Regions from separate parts of the Gossypium arboreum genome. Here regions 1 and 3 are each linked to region 2. A link is a contact called in public Hi-C data. All regions are on one chromosome and are shown on one strand. The core of a region is the stretch at or near the end of the contact, and the rest is flanking DNA. Distances in the headings are between cores, read along the strand shown. Region 1 holds the start of LOC108486475 (zinc finger BED domain-containing protein DAYSLEEPER-like). Region 2 holds the start of LOC108464957. Region 3 holds the start of LOC108464958 (magnesium transporter MRS2-1).

Region 1 (3,923 bases), core at 1,168-3,667, 200 kb after region 2:
AGCTATAGTTTAAAACAATACAGTCAGTTTTGCACCGATTTAATTATTCCAATCAATGCACACCATTTCAGTAGTAAACCAAAACGATCAATTCATTTTTTCACATTGATAAAATTTTTAGTTTGTAAAATTGTATTGGCTCATTGCGTCCAATTCCAATTTTATCGGTCAGAGTATCATGTAACATCTGGTGCATAAATAATAATAATAACTATTTAAATTTACTACTTCTTTTACCATTATAGTAATAAATAATAATAAAAACTAACTTGTTAGAGTTTATTGACTTTAAAATTAATAAATAATAAAAATGAAATTTTATATATTAAAAAGTAAAATATTTAAAAATATAAAGAAATATAAATTTCATAAAAAATTATAAAAATTATCGTATCAAAAAACATTTTATAATTTTTCTATAACTTTTATTGATTTTTATTTTTATCATTTTTCATACATGTCACGTTGTGTTATGACACATGATAACTTTAATTAAAAAACTAGGAGTTGTTAACTTTAACGATCAACAGCTAAAGTTAATTGATAAAGGACTTTTGATGCATTTTATAAATTTTTATGATTTTTATAAAATTTTATAATTTTTAATTTTTCCGATTTTTATAAATTTTTTATAATTTTTAATAAATTTCAAAATTTTTATATTCTTATTAAAATTTAATAAATTTTCTAAAATTTATTTTTTTACAGTTTTTTCTAATTTTTATAAGAGCAAGGGCTTAATTGCTATTTTGAAAAATTTTGAGAATCTTTTAAAGTATTTTAAAAGTTCAAGTACTCAAATTGAGAGAAAAAACAGACTTAATTGCTTTTTTAAAAAGTTTAAAAATCTTTTGATATATTTTGAAAATTTAATTGCTCAGTTGAGTGAAAAAGGACTTAAATAGTTTTTTTTAAAATTTGAGAATTTACTACACCAGTAAGCCTTTTATATATTTTGTATGTGCTATGATTTTTTATTTTTTTGAATTTGTTAAAGGATGAAATTTTATTTGTTAATTTATTGAATGATATTTTATATAATTGATTAATATTTTTATATTTGAAATTTATTTAATTTTATATTTTTAAATATTTTTAAAAATTTGATAAATACAAAACGATATAATACCTGCACATATAAAATTCTAATAAAAAACTGATGCATCTACCGGTTCGATATTGACTAGCTTAGAGGTAGAATTAGCTATTCACCTTAAGTTAATGTCAATGATATTTAAACCAAATTGGATCCCTCGGTTGATTTGAGAATGGTCCGATCACTAGAAAAAACCGTTTGAACCGTGAACTAAGAAATCGGTAAAAATCCTGTCCGACCGGTTCTTTCGTCTGCGCAAGCCGATCAAAACAAACAACCTGAGACCCACACCCACCCGGGCAACCACCACTCTCGTCACTCGTCCATCCGGCCTCTCTGACTCTCTCAACCTCTCTTCACTCTTTAGTCTCCAATCTCCCTCTTTCAGCCTCCAGTTCAGCTGCCTTTAGCCATCTGCTTCTTCGACGACCATCGCAGCTGAAAAATGAGGAAGTCAGAAAGATTGGTTTGGTGATAAAGGACAAGTGAGAATTGAAAGGAGTTAGCGATAATAATTTTTTAGGTTTTCTTACTTTATGTTGGTTATGTCCTATGACTTAAAAGACGGTGGGCTAATTTAAATTAAACTTAAAAGCATAGGCCAAAGTTTATTTGAGGTTTTTTTTATTTTTTTAATTATTATGATTTTATATTATTAAACAGTAAATCAATTAAACTAAAATTAATAATTTGATTAATTTGACTATTAATCTAATTTTAAAATATTGATTTACGTACCACTTTATCATCTTGTTAATGAGCGATTAACTAAAATGTTACAAATCGAAAACATGTATCATCATATTATAATTTAATTTTTTATAGTTGAAATTTGTTGATTGTTTTAATGATTAAATGTGTAATTTATTATAAGTAAGATGCATTTTATTTAACTAATTTATAATAGCACTATAATATTTAAATAAGAATTTATGGATATTGAATGAATTAGAGGTGGATTCGGTTGTTGAATTCTTTACTTTAAAAATTTAATTAGAAAACGTGATTGTAAGAAATATATTTTTTATCATTTCCTAATTAAGTTCAGTCGGGCGTGTTATAACCGTATATAGATAGATAAAAATGCATTGATGAATCATGATTAGAGTAAGGTTCGGTCTAATTTTGATTTTTGAATTTTCTAAGAAAATTAAAATATAATTGTTTAACCTACCCGTGAGTCATGAGAACCGTAAGCCGAGATGAATAGGTAAAAGGAACGGTCAAGATTAAACCAAGTGGGTGGCTGATGAAAAATACTATGGAACCGCCTTCACAGAATGAATAAAAAAAGGAAAATTAAATTTGGACCTTGAGAGAGTCAGTCAGTCCATATCCAATTACGATTTTTTCTCTTTTTCTTTTCTCATAAATGCCCCTTTCGCCCCCCTGACTCTCATTCAAAAGGCCTAAACTCGAGATCTTTTTGATTATATATAGTTTTAGCCCTAGCTACCCCAGCTCAGGTCCAATTCCAATTTAGGGTTTTGTTTTTCTCTCCCTCGCTCGAACAGCGAACAAACAAACAAACAAAAGCTTTAAACTTCAAAGCTCTGAACCTTTTTTTTTGCCTTTGGGTGCTTCAGCCCAATTAACCGACTTTGTTCTCCTCCTTCATCTTCCTCCTTTGCGCTTCCCTCTGTTACCGGAAATTCAAATATATTATTTTTTTAATTCCTTCGGTCTCCGGGTGAAAACAAGCCTCTAAATCGGTGAAACTGTTGTTTTGGATCTGCTTTCAGGGTTTTGTTGGTGATACAACGAGGTATCAACTATTTTTTTAATCCTCGATTTATATGTTGGGTTTTGTTTATTTATGTCTAATTTTGCAATTTTAGAGTTTGTTTTCAGTTTTTTGGATCTGGTATTTATTGAGTATTTATTTTTGTGAGGCTTTTTTTTAAAATTTTATTCTTGGCGTTAATCAAAATTATGTTTCTTAGTGGTTTTATATTGGCTTACGTTAATCAAAATTATGTTTCTTGGTTGTTTTCATATTTGGCTTATGTTTTGCTTCATGTGCATCTTCTAATCAGTTTTTCGCCTTTTTTTATCCACATAATTTATTTCACTGTAATTGCTTTTCTTATGGGCTTCTTAGTGTGTGAGACTGATAGTTATTTCCTTTTTTGTGTTGCAATGGGGTTTCATTGAAAATTTTTTCTTGGTAGAACTCATAGGATGAGTGTGGTAGGATTTATTTTTCTCATTACATCCTCTGAGAAGCAGTCGTTTTCTGTTTCCTGTTTTCGTGGGTTCTCGTTTCTCAATTTATAAATGGTCAAACGACGGTTTTTTCCAGCACAAAGTCCATGTGGAAGGTAGAGATTTGGTTTTTGTTGGACTTGAGTGGTAAGGAGTTCAATGTTCCTTAATTTCGATCTTGTGTGGAGAAAGTAGGTGCTAACAAAGCTTTCCTCCCATTTAGGTGCTCCGGAAGAGCTTGATACTGGGGGTCTTAGGCAATAAATAGATAAATAAGAGATTTGGTTTTTGTGTCTTTGGGTTGGGGACCTGTGGATTTTCACTTCAGCTGAAGGCACTTTAGTCAAGTTGCTTATGCATATCCACTGGGCTTTTTGGTCCATAATGATAAGGTTAGCTCATCAATCTGGGCATGCCCACATTTTTAGGTATATAAAAGTTGGGTTTGATCCTGCCAATTAGCAAGATATATGGGAGCAGTGTTTTTTATTTTTTGGTTTATTTAAGTTGTCTTTCATGTCCAGATGTGGGAATAAATTGGTCTTTAGACTTTGCAGCTTTGAGTTACCAAGTCTAGTTAATGTGTTTATCAAGTTCCAACTGTTATTTTTCTGGCTAAAAC
Region 2 (4,053 bases), core at 555-3,054:
TTGTTTTTACTTATTACCTTTTAATATACTATTTACCCATTTACCCTTTATAATAATACATAATTTCATATATGCCAAACCAACTCTTCCACTAACCAAAATAATGGTCTAATTATTCAATAAGGACTCCCACTTTAATAAGACAAATCAAATAGGCACTTTTAACATCTAGCACACAGCTTTCACCTTTTTCGTGATTGGGTCCTTTTTTAATATTCAGTACGAAAACAGACAAATTAAATCACAGAAATTTCACAGATGCAAATTCATTCATCATGGACATAGAAAAAAATTTTAAAATATTTTTCGAACTCAGATTTGTGGTCCCGAAACCACTATTCCAACTAGAGTCTAAACCGAGCTATTACTACTATCTCATAAAAAATCGACAAAACAAACCCTACATTGTCGCACTAAAATTGCAATAGTAAATCACAAATAACCAACAAATCAAACCAAAAATGGAATTTATTTTCCCAACAAACCAAATAAGAAAGCACCTACCTTTCGATTTTGGGTTGCGAAAACTCTCACGATTGTTGAAGCTTTTTCGTTCCTAATAGTTTTAGGGATTCAAAGATTTAATTCGTAAAAATTTTAGGGATTTTAAGAAGATTTCGGAATGCTAAGATTTAGGTAGGGATTCAAAGATTTAATTCGTAAAAATTTTAGGGATTTTAAGAAGATTTCGGAATGCTAAGATTTAGGTATTTCAAGTTTTAAGGATTTGAATATTGTTAGGGATTCAATTAAGATTTCGGAGGTTAGGGATTTAGGGAATTTCACAATTTGGGGATTTTAGAAATTGGAAAGATAGTTTTGAATTTGAGGGTTTGGGGATTTAGGGGTTTTTTTGTTTTATGATTATTAACTTTGTTTAATTTTTTGCCACGTCATCAGTCAACAGAAATGTCACTTAGACCAACTTTTTTGACCGGCTGTTGACTAACGGACAGCTGACAATTACCGTTTCAATTGGGTTGATGTCTGAAAAATTCGTTAAATTAGAGGCCGATTTCAGGAATAAAAAGAATGTTAGGGGCATATATCCAAAAGCTCTCAAAGGAGAGCTTTTTTTGCAATTCTGCCTAATTTTTTTTTATTTTGACTTTCCTTATAGAGGAAGTTTCAGTTTTCATCATGTATCCCGTTCTTGATAAAATTTTACTCTCCTAGCATCTAAACATTTGATAAAATTATTTGTATAAATATCAATGAAAAATTTTAAATTTTCACTATTTTATAACCTATTTTTTAACATGTAAATTCCTTATTCCACGTTTTTCAAGTGTAAATGTTAACCAAAAAATATTTATATACTAAATTAACCTTAATTGTGAAATTCGGGACCAAAATTACATAAACCTATTATTTTAATCGATCCAAATAATAATAATTGAATTAAATATAGATAATTAAGGAAGATAAACTTAAAAGCGATATACAGAAATAATGGATCTCTGAGATGATGTGATCCTGATTCTGGATCCAGAGGCAGTCACACATATGACTGCAATAATTTACAGAAAGCGTGAAGATTCCAATTAAACAAAGTTCCAAAATGGTCACCACTCACCCATCTCTCTGTTTCGTTATCTCTAAAAATTCAAAGCACGCGTCAACCATGGCTTGGATGAAAATGAAGGCAACCTAAGGCGACAGTGAACATGATGCTGATGCCAAACATGAACCCATGACGCTCCCATGTCTTTTTCGCCGCACATCCTGTCACTCACCAACTCAACGTGTCCCTTCCTTAGAGGCCCTAATGGGAAGTACCATTTGTATCCGTAGGTTTTCAGGCTGATTCCAACACATCAAACCAAAAACTAATATCTTTGTCGGTTATGCATTCAAAGCTTTTTACTTATCTGACAACCAATCAATCAATAGCTTTTGCTCTTCTTTTCTTCTTTTTTAAATTTCATTTAGCTCTTCTATTATTCTTAGTTGAAACTGGTTCATCCTTTCGAAACAATAAAAAATGCTGCTGAGAAGCTCGTCAACACCAATCTTAAACTCATGGTGGCCAAATTCAAAAGTCTGTTCAATTTCATCACCAGAACCAGAATTTGGAGCTCTTCAAAGAACCAGCTCAATCTCATTTCACTCCCCTTCTTCCAATGATGATCATAAGCTTAGTAAACCACTAAACTTAGCTGACAACAGTATCCAAAACGATGTACCAAAACCAAGAAAAAGCATGGGGAAAGCCATAATAGCAACACCTCACTCTCTCCACGAACAGGCAAAGCAAGAAACAGATGGAGACAAAGAGTTAGAATCAGAACCCAAATCTTGTAGGATACGAAGACAACTTTTTTCAAGTTCTGGGTTGGGGGAACCAGTAGGTGATGGTGAAGATAGTGGTGCTGTGATGCAAACACTGGTTATGGGCGGTGGAGAAGAAAATGGTGGTGGTAAAATCTGTGGAGGAGGAGGATCAGGGGGCGGCGTTGGTGGTGTCGGGTCGGGGTTCTTTGAGAGTGATAGCACTGACGTTTACTATCAGAAGATGGTTGAAGCCAATCCTGGCAATCCACTTTTGCTTGGCAATTATGCCAAGTTCTTGAAAGAGGTAGTAGGATATAAAGACATTTGAGTTTTGTCTTCTTAATTACATGAAAATATTAATTGATTCATCTACCGATTGTAGCACAGATTAGAGGAGATTATAGCAGAGCAGAGGAGTACTGCGGCAGAGCAATTCTGGCGAACCCTGATGATGGGAATTTGTTGGCACTTTATGCTGATCTAATTTGGCATAACCAGAATGACATTCAAAGAGCCAAAAGTTACTTTGAACAAGCTGTTAAGACTGCCCCAAATGACTGGTAAAATACTTGCTTCATTTCATTTTCATATATATAACGACAATTATTCCCTCCACACTAGCTGGGGTCAACTAATTAACTTTTAAAATTGTAATAATATTTATATTAAAACAATTAAAATAAGTATATTATAAATTTTAGATTAATTTATGAATTCTAAATTATTTATGTACATTAATACACGATTAATTTCTAAAATCGTCATTTTACCAAATAAATCAATTCAGCTCCTATAATATTTTTGTGTCTAATTGAGTCTTAATCTAATAAAATTAATCAAATAGATCCTTTAACGACGTTGATGTTATTATTTAATGGAAACGTTAATGCTGTTAACATACACCACATCAGTAAAACAATTAATTTTTCAAAAGGAATAAAATTATTTTTAAATTAAGTACATAATTAATGGAGACAAATTTTCGTCTAGGTTCATTCAAACCTAGATACTAATTTTTCTACTCATATAAATTATAAAAACATAAAAATCATTAAATTTATAAAAAATTAAAATTTATAAAAATATATTAGAAATTAATTAAAAACAATATAATTTTATAATAATTTTTAAAAATAATTTTTAAAATAGAAAATCAACATCAACAGCTTAATCATAAAATCAAGATTAACAATTTTTTGTTATATTTTGCATTTCATTCTTGGAATTGTTATGTTTGTCAAATAATTTAATCAAAATGAGGAAATTAAATTTTATAAAATTTTATAAAAGACAATTTATGTTTATAAAAAATTATGGTTTTATAAAAAAATATATATTTATTCACTTTGTTTCTCTACTAGGTTATTTACATATGCTAAATTGAAATGCTGTGTGGATTAACCAATGTTTTCTAAATTCAATTGGTAATTGAACCGATTAGATTATCAATTCAGGGTTCGATTAATTTAATTAAAAAATTATTAAAAATTCAAAAAAATTTAAAAATTTCAGTTTAACTATTAGTTCAATCGATTTTTTTAGCTAATTGGTATCGATTCTTGATCTAACCGATTCAGAATCACTTTTTGGTCTAACTGATCTGACCAATTGATCTAGTCTGATTTAAACAATTCTGGCATTAACTAGTTTCAATTAAAACAATATTTAAACATGAAAAAAATAATAATGATGCAAGTTAATTAAGAATAGTACAAGATATTTAATTTATTAAAATAAATTTAAAAATTTTAAGCGGATTTCAATTGACTTGTTAATTAG
Region 3 (4,304 bases), core at 502-3,001, 140 kb before region 2:
GATGGATCTTCCAACCACTTTTTTAGTTTTTAATATATTTTTAAATGTCAACAAGGTGAATGATTCTTGGGTGAATGATTTTAGGTTTATCATCCCAAGTCTAATTCAAATGCAATAAGGTGTTTTAGGCCACTTTCACACACCTGTGAATCAAGGAATGTACAGGCAGCTTCCAAAGCAACTTCCAGAGCCCTAAACTCAAAGGGCAAATAATCAGGGGATGTGCTCCCGTATACATTGTCAAAACCCCTACTGCTTCTTCTTCTGTTCAACTCGGGACCCTCTGATTGCCATACCTCACCTACTCCACTTGTAAGTCGCCTTTGTAACTCCACAACATAATGCAAAACATAGCTATCAAGGGAATTCAAGAGTAGAACCTCGTCGGCAGTGATAATACACCTTATCTGCTCTAAATTTACAACAATAGCCTTCTCTCTACCGAGGATTGTCGAGGGGTAAACAAACAATGGGTCAAGAAGCCGTAGGTCTCGGGCTGGTAGATCACATCGACGCATCATAGTGAACTTGTCAACCTCGATTATTTGCGAATTCCCAGATGTATCAACACGGATCCAAGATCTGAGTCCTTGGCCCCGCTTCTTTAACCCCGATAAATCCATGCCTTGGAAAGGCTGGCGTCCAGAGGCAGATGGCCGATAGGAAGCATCTCTAATGTTTATAGCCGACTGAGGTTTCGGTGGAAGCAAACGCTCTTTTAGGTCTGCCATCACAGAATACTGAAACAAATAACAAAACCAGTTAACGACAACACTGTATAATCCAGTTCTGAAGGGGGGGGGGGGGGCGGAAACAGAAAAAGTGGCTTTAGGTCTCAACTCTCAAGAAGCTCACTTTTCCAACAAAGTCTAAAAGCTACTCAAATATTGTAATCCAACTATCAAATCCAAGAACTTTTTACTTCAAAGCCTGAATACAATTCCATAACTAGATTAACCATGTTCATTAATGCATCAGAAACCAAAGCAACTTCCTTTTTTTTTTTTTGCAGCCTGAGATCGAAAATCTATCAAACGCATGAATAATTCAGCATGCGAGGTACAAAATTCAGCATCAGGATATCGCCTAAAAATGCTACCTAAAAATTGGCCTAGTTCCTTCCACAGCCTTATAATTATACTAAATAGAACAATAATAATATAAAGAAAACTGAAAATAAAGAGCAAAATCTATTTAAATTCCAACTCAAGCATAATAAATAAACAAAACAGTAACAAAAGAGTATATATTATTTCAAGGAGACTAGCTTACCTCGAATCAATAAAACTAAGATTTAACTCTCAGATAAGCGTGAAGAAGATATAATCACAGCCTCTGATTAAATAAGCTAATATCGACACATCAAAAACTGCAAAAAATAATTGGATTAATAAATTAAATTATAACAACATAAAGAAAATAGGGAAAAGGAAACCCTAGATTTGGAAAAGTACCTTGGCAGCAGCGGATGATTGAGAACAGGAGGATTTAGTGAGGAAGAGAACTCCTGGATCAAATACGAAATTTTTTACGTGTTTAAAAAAAAAAATAAAATAAAATAAAATAGTTTAAAAAATTTACGAAAGGCGGTGTAAGTTTTACTCAATTAGCTAAGACGAGAATCTTAATTAAGAATCTATGATTGAAATTTTTGATGTTAAAAAAGGATTTCTGATGCGGAGAGCCTTTTTTTTCTTGGTTGCTTTTATTAGTTTTGTCGGCTCCTGAGTCGTCGTGACCCTGAGGTTCTTTAAAAGAAAATTTTTAATTACTAGTAAACCAATAAAATGGTTTATTTTAATCACTATGCTATTAAACCATAAATAGCGTGGATTTTAAAATAATAAATTAAAACTGTGAGCCCCACCGTCTTATCATTTTTTTTCTTCCTCATCCTTTCTTCCCCTCCAAATCTCAGCCCGATTTTACAATAAGGCATAAAAAGTCCATTTTCATTTTCCAAACAGCTTATTCAATCTCCTTTAGAATTTGGATATTACTAGCACTGACTCACTCCCCAAATTTTTTTTTTTTTTTTGCATCAACTCAACTCAACAGTTGCTTGTATATATCATTATAAACTCTCGAATACCGGATAAAAGTTGTATAGGATCAAAACTCTGAGCTGATTTTTTTTTAATTATAAAGTTCAACAAGTTTTTTTTGTTAACTCGATGGATTTTCCATAGTTGAGTAGAGATGAAGCTGTTGTCGTATCCCAAATCCTCCAATTGTGCAGGCCGGATAATCTTTTCCTTGCAATCCATCTCCTAAAACCCCCCAAACCCAAACACCCTCTTCCCTAAACCTTTACTGTAATCTTGCCTCTTGAAAGCATGCACATACCTTCAATCTTTTCCTCACGGCCCATCTTAAATCTGCTCACCACATGGATCGTTCTATAGATATCAATTTATTTGTTCTCTACTTTAAGCTGTGTACTGATTTTAGAGAAACTCGGAGAGTTTTTGATTTGGTGCTTGTAAAATAAGATAATTCGTGTATTTTGATGGTTTCGGAGTATATTAAAGTGGGAAGACCAGAGAGTTCACTTCAACTGTTTTTTGAATTACTGAGGTTAGGAGCTGAGCCTAGTAGGTTCACTCTATCTGCTGTGATCAAGGCTTGTTCGGTTTTAGGGAAGTTGAGGATGGGATGCTGCTTTTATGCCATTGTTATGAAACATGGGTTTCATTCGGATAATGTAATTTTGATTGCGTTGATTGAGTTTTATGGGAGGAACGGGCAGTCGAATGAGACGTGCCAGTTGTTCGATGAATTGCGTGAACTGGGTGCAATTTGTTTGGTTTGTGTAAGGAAATGTTGAGGTTTTTGTATTTGATATTTCCCTACCCACAGTTGAACTCTCTATTTGGCTACCAGGATCCACCAAGTAGCATATCGGGTGAAGACTGTGAATCAACCTCCTTCACTACGATCCCCTCTACTTCCGTAGAGTATGAATCAAACCAATCAAGATAATTCTTTCTAATCAAAGAACTCCCCGAAGTCATCAAACCTACTAGTCCCGATTCTCAATAATTTCATGTCTGAAAATGGTTAGTCTTTTTTACCCTTCCTTATTTAACATGGGTATCTAATATGTTGAGTCACTTCGTTCAAAAATACAATTTAAGGGGACAAATTTGTATTAGCATTCGCAACTACATTTTTTTGCTATTAATTTTTATGTATAATTATTTAATAATTAAAATATAGATATATATGATTTGAAATATGAATAAAATGATAATTGCATTGTGCTTCCAATTTTTAATAAATAATACCTAACATATCAAAATCCAAAAATTAGTATGCTTTTCTACTATTTGAAAAAAACCAAAATTAAAATATAATTTTGCATATAGTAACCATATGATATAAAAAAAGAAGAAGAAGGAGAAATCATTCACCTATCTAAACAAGTTGGACTTTTAAATTGTAATCTCCTTTCTTTCATGTCACAAAAATCATTTATAATTGAATCATCATCAAAGTTCTATACAATTTCTTTTTCAATATATATGATCAAGTAACTTCCTAAATAATCATCTTCTATTTTATTTCCAAGTTTTGTTTTCACAATCTTTATAGCAGAAAATGAAACTCAATAGTGGTAGTTAAAATAGGAAGAGAAACAAAAGTCAAATTAATTTATCAACAAGTGAGTAAATGACTGACTTTCTTGTCTTCATAAACTCTTGGCATAATACAAGAATTAAGGACAAATTCTACAAATTTGTATGTTGACGAATATCAAGCTCAAAGTGTTCTAATTGAGATCTCAAATGCAACATCTCAAAGTTGTATGTTGACAAATTTTCTTCTTCTTCTTCTTCTTCTTCTTCTCTTACAATTTGTTAATTGCTTTCTTCCACTACTCTTTTTTCTTTTTCTTTTTTAAGTTTGTTCTAGGATTTTTTTTTAATTTTATGGGTAAATTTTTTTCTTTAGTTGTTATTTATTTAAAAAGAAATTGATGATTTTTTTTATTGTAGCTTCCTTTGAAAGTTTTAAAATTTTGAAACTTCTAAAAAAAGATATTTTTGAAGAGGTAAATATATATATATTAAACTTTAAAAGCGGTTGGTGTTTTTTTTGGGTCTAGGGAGAGAGGGAAAATATAAAATTTTAAGGGGTTTAATGTAATAAAGTTCATTTTAAATGGGGTGCTATGTAAATTTCTAAAAAGTTAGGGGTGTAACAGCTCGTTTTTAAGGTTAATCAGAACAGTGGTTTTGAGACCACAAACCGACATCAAAAAATTTATTTTATTATTATTTTAATATTTACAGCATGATATT

Evidence for each region. A called contact is a pair of places that touch in the nucleus more often than the background predicts.
Region 1: a contact with region 2 is called in a Hi-C map of leaf, with 2.6 times the contacts expected there. The contact joins the promoter of LOC108486475 here to the promoter of LOC108464957 in region 2. A contact is called at or near these places in 2 of 5 Hi-C or Micro-C datasets (both in leaf).
Region 3: a Hi-C map of leaf shows a contact between it and region 2, with 3 times the contacts expected there. The contact joins the promoter of LOC108464958 here to the promoter of LOC108464957 in region 2. A contact is called at or near these places in 2 of 5 Hi-C or Micro-C datasets (both in leaf).

The regions. Positions count from the first base shown.
Region 1 is chr6:75,378,586-75,382,508 of ASM2569848v2, reverse strand. LOC108486475 (zinc finger BED domain-containing protein DAYSLEEPER-like) reads left to right here and starts at 2,417. Exons shown (of 2, transcript XM_017790540.2): 1 at 2,417-2,861.
Region 2 is chr6:75,579,771-75,583,823 of ASM2569848v2, reverse strand. LOC108464957 reads left to right here and starts at 1,804. Exons shown (of 3, transcript XM_053029893.1): 1 at 1,804-2,578; 2 at 2,662-2,834. The coding sequence starts at 1,985.
Region 3 is chr6:75,716,692-75,720,995 of ASM2569848v2, reverse strand. It overlaps LOC108464958 (magnesium transporter MRS2-1), which reads right to left and starts at 1,751. Exons shown (of 7, transcript XM_017765237.2): 1 at 1,455-1,751; 2 at 1,273-1,369; 3 at 144-740. The coding sequence starts at 731.